Linked DNA regions of Sus scrofa: regions 1 and 3 are each linked to region 2. Evidence: chromatin contacts called from public HiChIP or PLAC-seq data. All regions are on one chromosome and are shown on one strand. Each heading gives the region's core, a stretch centred on a gene start, on an enhancer-like site or on the middle of the called end of the contact. The rest is flanking DNA. Distances are from core to core; before and after follow the strand shown. Region 1 holds the start of FXR2 (fragile X mental retardation syndrome-related protein 2). Region 2 holds the start of ELP5 (elongator complex protein 5). Region 3 holds the start of WRAP53 (telomerase Cajal body protein 1).

The links. HiChIP or PLAC-seq counts read pairs in DNA pulled down with a chosen protein or histone mark.
Region 1: an H3K27ac HiChIP or PLAC-seq map of alveolar macrophages shows a contact between it and region 2. The contact joins the promoter of FXR2 here to the promoter of ELP5 in region 2. A contact is called at or near these places in 2 of 47 Hi-C or Micro-C datasets (blood and heart right ventricle) and 2 of 2 datasets of contacts at active chromatin or transcription factors (alveolar macrophages and skeletal muscle).
Region 3: a contact with region 2 is called in an H3K27ac HiChIP or PLAC-seq map of skeletal muscle. The contact joins the promoter of WRAP53 here to the promoter of ELP5 in region 2. A contact is called at or near these places in 1 of 5 promoter capture datasets (liver), 3 of 47 Hi-C or Micro-C datasets (epiblast stem cells and skeletal muscle) and 2 of 2 datasets of contacts at active chromatin or transcription factors (alveolar macrophages and skeletal muscle).

Annotation. Positions count from the first base shown.
Region 1 is chr12:52,901,957-52,904,656 of Sscrofa11.1, reverse strand. FXR2 (fragile X mental retardation syndrome-related protein 2) reads left to right here and starts at 1,400. Exons shown (of 17, transcript XM_003131974.5): 1 at 1,400-1,621.
Region 2 is chr12:52,604,708-52,607,407 of Sscrofa11.1, reverse strand. ELP5 (elongator complex protein 5) reads right to left here and starts at 1,268. Exons shown (of 8, transcript XM_003131929.4): 1 at 747-1,268; 2 at 527-587; 3 at 361-441. The coding sequence starts at 792.
Region 3 is chr12:52,953,413-52,956,112 of Sscrofa11.1, reverse strand. It overlaps WRAP53 (telomerase Cajal body protein 1), which reads right to left and starts at 1,439. Exons shown (of 10, transcript XM_003131944.4): 1 at 700-1,439; 2 at 454-552; 3 at 236-347. The coding sequence starts at 1,103. TP53 (tumor protein p53) reads left to right here and starts at 2,327. Exons shown (of 11, transcript NM_213824.3): 1 at 2,327-2,438.

The DNA.
Region 1 (2,700 bases), core at 151-2,650, 300 kb before region 2:
ATCTTAGGATATTATACTACTGCTTAAGATCTTTCAGTGGCTCCCCAGTTTTGATAAAAGAGAGCTATTCTCCATAATCTGATTTACAAGTACTTCAGGGTGTAGCCAAACGCTCTGAACTAGTTGTGGTTCCCCAAAGGACATGTTCTTTCTGCTCCTCTGCACCACTGTATTCCTTTATCACATCTTCAGATGGACTCCATGCGCTTGTTTGTTTAAACTTGTTTAACTGCCTGCCTCTTCCTCAATATGTTATAAAATCCTTGTTTTGGGGACGTTATGTCTTTGTATCTTTACCACTTAACACAGTAATTGGAACACAGGGAGGGCTAAATAAATATTTGTTAAATGATTAATTGTACAACACAGGATTCTAGTTTCTGGGCTATTTTATTCACTTCTACCTAAATTTCTTACTTACCTTGGTTTAAGAATCCAAAGTTTTCCCTCTACCATCCTTTCTCTGTACTAATATTTCCTATTTTGAATATCCTCAACACTTAGATTCAAATCTTGTGCTAATAACCTAAGTTGCATTTGCCTTTTGGTACTGCCTTGAAATTCTTTTCTAACCTTTCATCATATGCATGATCAGAATCTTCTTAAGGCAAGAAGACTTTAACCTCATCGCACAGTTACAGGCGATCAGAAGAGTCCAGACTGGCGTGTGGACCGTAAAACCCGGCGCATGCGCACCAGGCTCTTTTTTGGGGGGGCATTTCGACTTTTTTTTTTTTCCCATTTGGAGCGTGCGCACCAAGAAAGACAAAGGTGGGGAAAGTGACCAAGCAATCATTCAGGCGCATGCCCATCCCTAACTTGTTCAAGCCCGGTGGAGTGCACTGTGGTGAAGGGGGTGTGGTCTGACCTGGAGCAGCAGAAATCCAATCCGATTGAGTGAGCTCGGTCCCTCCCTCCCCATGATTGGTTAGCTCTCAGTGTTGTGGGGCGGGGAAAGGAAGAGATGGGGGCGGTGGAATGGTGGGGGGGACGGAGAAAGAGAGCCAGTCTGGTTCTGCGCAAGCGCAAGTACGCGACCAGGAGGGGGCGCGAGAGAGTGAAAAGAAGTGTGGAAGCCCTGGTGCGCTGGCGAGCGCGAGCTGGGTCGCCAGCCTTGACGCCTGCGCCGTGGCCCTCGGGGCCCGCGCGCGGCGGGCGGGTGCCCGGTGCGCCTGCGCAGTAGGCGGCGGCGGCAGGGGGAGGTGGAGGCCGTGGAGCGGCAGCGGCAGCAGCGGGTCCCGGGACTGAGGCAGCAGCGGGGGCGGCGGCGGGCGGAAGCTGAGGTGACGAAGGCAGCGGCGGCGGCGGCCGATTCCCTCACGGTGGCGGAGACCAAGGCGGCGGCGGCGGACGGGGAGCGGCCCGGCCCCGGCCCCCTGCTCGTTGGCTGTGGCAGGGCCGCCGTGGGGCCGGCCCGGCTCCCGCCCCCCGCGGCTCCCCCTCCGGCTCCTCCTCCGGGGAGACGCCGGGGACCTGGCCCGGCCCGTACTCAGAGCGCTGCTGCAGCCGCCGCCGGGGGAGTCGGAGGCGGTGGCGGCGCCATGGGCGGCCTGGCCTCGGGGGGGATGTGGAGCCGGGACTGCCCGTCGAGGTGCGCGGCTCCAACGGGGCCTTCTACAAGGTGAGGCGGCGCGCCGGCCAGGAACGCGGGTCTTCAGCCCCTTCTCTCCAGCCGGAGCGGGGAAGAGTGGGGCGGCATTGAGGTTCTGGAGCTAAGCCCCGACCCTTAGAGCCTTAGACCTGCTCCCACCCGCAGCCCTCGGGGTGGTGGGGGGGGAGACCTCTGGAACTTAAACCCCTTCGTCTTATGTTTGGCCCGTCTATTCCGCCTGCCTTCACCCGCATCTCAGGAAAGAACATCAGGGTATTAATTGTGCTTAGATCAGCGCCCCCCCCCCACCTCCCAGAAGAGACCCCATTTACCCAGCGTCTCATTGACTTTTCCTGTCTCCTAGTAGAAGACATACCTTAGATCTTCATCACGTCTTCCCCACAGTCCTAGCACATGGAGAATTCTCTTTATTCTCCCCTATTGCCCCCTTGGGAAGGCCGTCCCATATTAGATCCTTTCATCTTCCTCGGAGAGGCCTCTGCCTACTGGCTCTGAAAGACTCACCCCACTTTCATCTTATATTTCTGTTCCCAACCCAAGGAGAAACGGTCAGAATCTGTTTATGACATTTAGTATCTTTGACCTCAGGAACTCTGGGCTGTACCAGTCAAGTTGCCTCGTAGCCATAAGGTGGCATCTTTTCACAAGTCTCTCACCCCACCCCTTTATTCCAAGATTAGCTGGTCTACCGTTCTCCCTAGGGGTGGTTTTGTGTTTGTCATCTCACTTTGACCTCGGATACATTTAGATCCTTCGGATAGTTTCATCCTAAGGAGTGTGAGCTTCATAGCCCTGATCTCTAAAAGGGGCTCTCATGAGGATTCTCTGTTTATTTAAAGCATTTCTTTCCACTTCTGGAAGACTTTTAGCCAACTCACCCAATTTGGGAATCTGATAGCCTTTTTTTTTCTTTCTTTCCTTTTTTTTTTTTTTTTTTTTTTTTTTTAGGAGCAGCTGACTATCTTTAAAAGATCATTGTTTACTTATTTCAGCTCCCTCCGTTGCCTGGGATTTGGTTTTTTAGAACTCCTTTTATTATCGCCTTCTTTATCTGTTCTGAATCCATTTTTTTTTTTTTGTAGGAGGGG
Region 2 (2,700 bases), core at 19-2,518:
GGGTCTAATCGGAGCTGTAGCCGCTGGCCTACACCACAGCCACAGCAATGTGGGATCTGAGCCGCGCCTGCAAACTACACCACAGTTCACGGCAACGCCGGGTCCTTAACCCACTGAGCAAGGCCAGGGATCGAACCCGTAACCTCATGGTTCCCAGTCAGATTCATTAACCACTGAGCCACGACGGGAACTCCCAGATACCATTCCTCTTACTAATTCCCATCTCCTGAAAAAACCCACATCCATCCATTCAATAAATATTTTAAGTAGCAACTACTACATACTGGTGCTGAAAGGGACGTTCCTCAGCAAAAGAGGTTCCAAATCCAATTAAATCAAAACCCTCCCAATGGTACCTACCGTCTGTTGACGTCGGAGTCAAAACCTTCACGAAACTCTTCTTCGCTCACTTCACAGCCCAGGATGTGGACTTGCTCTCCACTGAGCAGAGATAAGGGGGAGCGTCAAAGAGTGGAGCCCACGCTCCCTTTCCGGGGAGGACAGCGAGACTCTGCGAGATACTCACCGCAGTGCAGATTTCTTGATAAGTGCCTTCAGGAGACTGCGCCCCTCCCACTCTACGGAGTCTGGGGAGAGCGAGGGACGATAAGCAACCGGAGAACACTGAGGTTTCCAGCATTCAAGAACCAGTCGCGCCCTCCACCCCTGGCTGTGACCCACGGTCTTTCCTCTCCACTTCCGCCCCTTGTGCCCTACTCGGAAGGCCCTGTCCCTGTGATCCTCACCCCGCAGGAGCACCAGGCCACCAAAAGCCAACAGCGACTCCAACATTTCCAACACGCGTCCCGACCCTCTTCAGACGCCCTCTGATGGCGTCACGCTCCACCGCCCCGCCCCCTATAAACGAAGGGGGCGGGGCACCCACGATCCCTCCGATCCCTCTCAAGGCTAAGACCAGGCATACTCTGGAGAGGTGATTAGGTTCATTATTTCGGGGGCACTGACGCAGAGCGGCCCCTCCTGAGCCCTGGTGCACAGATGTAGGGACGAGGCCCCTCTCTACATTTTTACCGTGACCAGGGCAGGAAGAGCCGTTGGGGCAGTTGTTTGTGGGAGGGGGAGGTGGCCGCAGGAGCAGGTCCCGCCGTCAGAGTCTCGGGGGCAAGTGACGACACCCTGCCCCGCCCCCGCCCTCCGAGGCGGGCCGGCTTTGCTCCAGGCCCCGCCCCATTGCCACCCTCTGCGCATGCGCCTACTGGAGCCTTGTTGGGGGCACCTCCGCTTCCTTTATTCCCACCCCTACAGACCGAGCCCGGAGAACTTCGGTCCCGGTGAAGCGAATACACGTCACCACCGGAAGTAGTGTCAGAGGGGAAGAGGAGGGGGGAAGAAAGGAGGAGGGAGCCCTTTGGGCGGTAAAATGGCGCCTGTCAGAGTGGGAAATCCAGCTGCAGAGGCTGCAGCCCCTCTCCCCAGCGGCTGAGGCACCCCCGATCTCGGGGAGGGGGAGGCCGCTCCGGTCCAGCAATCCGCGCGCTTCGGCTCCCCCTCCCCTCCTTCCCTGCTCTCTCGCTCAGCCCACCCGTTCGCCGCCGCTGGCGCGGCCCTTCGCGCGCCGCTGCCCCCGCCCGCCCCTTTCCCGCGGGCAGCCCCCTAGCGCGCGTGCGCAGCGGGCCACCCTCCGCTTCCCTCTTCCCCTCCCCCTTCCTTCTCCCTCCCTCCCTTCTCCCTAGCCCCCTCCCCCACAGCCCCCTCCCCCAATTCTCCATCCCTTCCCTCCTGGTCTCGGAGGACCCCGTCGTGGCCCAACCTGTCTCGGCCCGCAACCTCCGCGAAGCCGTCGGTGTCACTCCCCGCCCATGTGGGCCCCCGCGGGCTGCCCACGCCTGTCCCCCAGCTCCCCGTTCTGCTGGGCTTTCCCCTCGTCGGGGGTGGCTTTTTGAGCCGCCCGCTCCCTGCCCCTCTCTGCAGCCTCTCCTGCCACTCGGGGCCCCCGTTCCCCCTCCCGGTGGCGGGGGGCTGCCCCCGGGGGGCTGGCGGAGCTGGGCCGCGGGGGCCCCGGGGCCGGCGGTGCCGGGGTCATCGGGATGATGCGGACGCAGTGTCTGCTGGGGCTGCGCACGTTCGTGGCCTTCGCCGCCAAGCTCTGGAGCTTCTTCATTTACCTTTTGCGGAGGCAGATCCGCACGGTGAGCCTGGGTGGGCGCTGGTGGTGGTGGGGACCTCTGTGTCAGCTGTGTTCTGGGGTTTTCGGAAAGTGTCGGGCCTGTGATTGGGCCTAGGAACCGAGTCCTGGCGGCGGCTTCTCCCGCTAGAGAATTAGAGCACCCATAGCTGGGCTTAGGGTGGGATGGGCCGAAGGAAGAAGACCCTTGTAGCAGAACAGACGTGAGGAGTGTGGGGGCGCGGTGGGGGGGGCTCGACGAGAACAGGGTTTGGCAATTCTTGGGGGATAGGGTGGTGGGTGGGGCGCTCTTTAAGAAAGCTGGAGCTGTTGCTAAAGAAACCGAGAGGCGGGGAACACCTGTTTGATGGCAGCAGATCTGTTGATGTGGGCTTGTTAGAGACCCTCCTATTATTTGAAACCTCCGTGTGTGTTTGATCTTAGAACCGGGGAGAGACAGGCTCGTGTGCCAAGGGTGTGGGGGTGGGTGGGAAGGCATATGTGACAAACAAGGATGGGAACTTGGGAAAAGCCCTGGATATGAAGGAGAAGCCCAAATGAAGGGAATTCCTGTC
Region 3 (2,700 bases), core at 190-2,689, 350 kb before region 2:
CTACGGAGAGAAATCCACTACTCCTTTATGGAAAACATATATTCCTAATGAAAGATAAGCCAAATATCACTTTAAATGACTTCGGAACTGACGGCCGAAAATGCTACCTGTGGAAACTCACGGTGAAAAAATACCCTGTTTGTGACAGGAAACATGTGGACTGTACTTTCTCCATCTACAGGCAGGACTTAAAAGTGCCCTGGCTGAGGAAGGGGCAGTTAGTCCCTACCCTTACCATTTCTGCGTATTCCAGCTGCTCCCCCTCACTGTACAGCTCTGGGGGCAGGTTATAAATCCGCAGGACGTTATCAGCACTATTGGTCAGGATGCAGGAACCATCAGGGGCCCTAGGAGTAGGAGAGAGAAGCCTGGATAGACCTGTATCTTGCGAGTGTTGGGCTTGAGCTGAGCAGACCTGTGGCAGAGGTGAGCCCCCTCCTCATCCTTACTTACCACTTACAGCCTTTCAAGAAGTTCTCAGGTTGGGTGCTGAACTCTGACCAGGAACCGCTAAGAAACCGGGGTAGCTGCGAGAAGCTGTAGTTCCAAGTGCTGGAAGGAAGATGGGGAAGACAAACCTGGGTCGCCAAAGCCAAGGAGAAATGGGCCTGGAGAAGTGGGGCTGAGGACTGGCGGATGAGATATATCTCACATTTCCAACCTCCTCAGATTCCTGAGCCAACTGCCATCAGCACTTACGTGTATCCCTCATCCTCTGGAGCGGGTTCCTCAGACACATCTTCCATGTCTTCTCCCGGCCCCAACTCTGGCTTGTTCGTTTCTTCTGCAGGAAGGCTCACTTTTTCAGAAAGTTCTTGCTCCTCGATTCGAGGGCTCAACTCACTAGGAGTATCAAACTCAGCTTCCAACGGAGTGGAGAGAGAAGCTGGGTCCCCTTCCCCCAGCTCCTGGGACACGGCCGAGCCAGCTCCAGGATCCGGGGATATCCGGGGCGCATCATCCCCATCGGGTGGCGGTGGCGTCTGTTCAGGGTTCGTATTTTTATCCATCGAGGAAGCCTGAGGAGAGAGACGGGCTGCAGCTGGGGCCTGGTCTGAAGGAAGGCAGTCCGGAGCTAACACTGGCGCCTCCGGGGTCTTCATACTGCAGAGGAAGCACGGCAAACATTGGCCGCGGCCAGGCAATCCTCTTCCCGCCGGCTACCAGCTGCCGGGCCTGCGGAACGGCAGAGACCGCCGTAAGTTCGCACGGATCCGGACGCAGAACTGGAGAAACCCAGCAGTGCCTTCTTTCTGCTCCCGGGATAGGACAGAAAACAGCCCCCCGCCCCCAGGCCTCGCGAGGCGAGGCGGGCGAACAGGAATGTTGGAGAGCTCGGCGATCCTTAGCCCTGTCGGTGGCTACGCGCCACCTGTTCTCGCGGGATTTGGGCCCACCATTCGATTGGACCTCCGCATCCCGGATCAGACTTCGCGGGCGACCCACAAGAGGGGCGGGGCAGGGACGTAACAGGTCACGGGTTACCGTTCCCCTCCAGTCCTGAATCTCCTAGTGCCTGCTGGGACTTGTAGTCCGAGAGCTTCTGAGTCAGGGAGATGTGTCTGAGCTCCTCGCGCTATCATTCTTCAAGCACCTACTCCCCTCCCCACCTGCAGAGGGCGCGAGCGCTATATTTGTTTTTACGGGGTTTGAACCTGTTTTGCATCTCAACTCCTCAGACCTCCGTCTCTTTTCATTCATTCAATAAATATTTATCATTGAGCTCTTCTTTGCTACCCAGTACTGTACTGGAAAAGACAAGAATGAATAAGATAGTAGGCAAGGTCTCTGCTCTCCTAACGCTTAGGTTGCTGTGTATTGAAGGCAAGGAACAAATTATTTCAAAACGTGATAGGGTCTAGGAAGGAAATTAAACAAGACAGTGTGATACAACGTAACTAGGAGAATACGTTAGCTTGGAACATTAAGGAAGGTCTTCCTAAAAATTGACATTTTAGCTAATGAGGAACTATCCAGCCATCTGGGAGAGCAGAGTTCCAGGCAAAAGGTGCAAAGGCTGTCTTTCTTTCACCTTCATGTCTGACTCGGGGACAAGTCTTTCAAAATGGTTTCCACCAATTCTGTTCTCACAGATCTGGGTTGTCGAATTTCTTCACCGCAAACTGTCAGTAGCTACAAAACCAACACAGCAGGAATCCTGACTCCCCTCACCCTCACCACCTCCGTCCGTCGCCACCGCCCGCAGGGTAATTGCTTGCCCTTACTTGTCATGGCGACTTTGTGCCAGGAGTCTCGCGATGGTTGCTGGGATTGGGATTTTCCCCTCCCATGTGCTCGGACTGGCGCTAAAAGTTTTGAGCTCCTCAAAAGTCCAGGGCCACCATCCTTGGCGCAGGTAGCTGCTGGTCTCCGGGGTCACCTGACGTCCCGTCTCGAGCGTGCATCCCAGGACAGTGACACGCTCTCCTGAGCTTCGGGTAAGCTCTTAACTGAGCCTGATGAATACTCTATGAGTCATGGGCTCTCGGGTCTGTGTATTTTCAGCTCAGAAGAAAGGAGGATGGAGGTGGAGCGAAAGATTTAGTGATTTGGGGGGGGGGGGGAAATGGAAGTTCTTCTAGCGGCATCAACAGAGGAATGCAATGTTGGGAGGCCTGAGTGTAGATGATAGGGATGTTAGGACCAACCGAACTAAAAAGCTGAACACCTGCGCCGGGTAGTGGGGCTTTGGGGAAAACT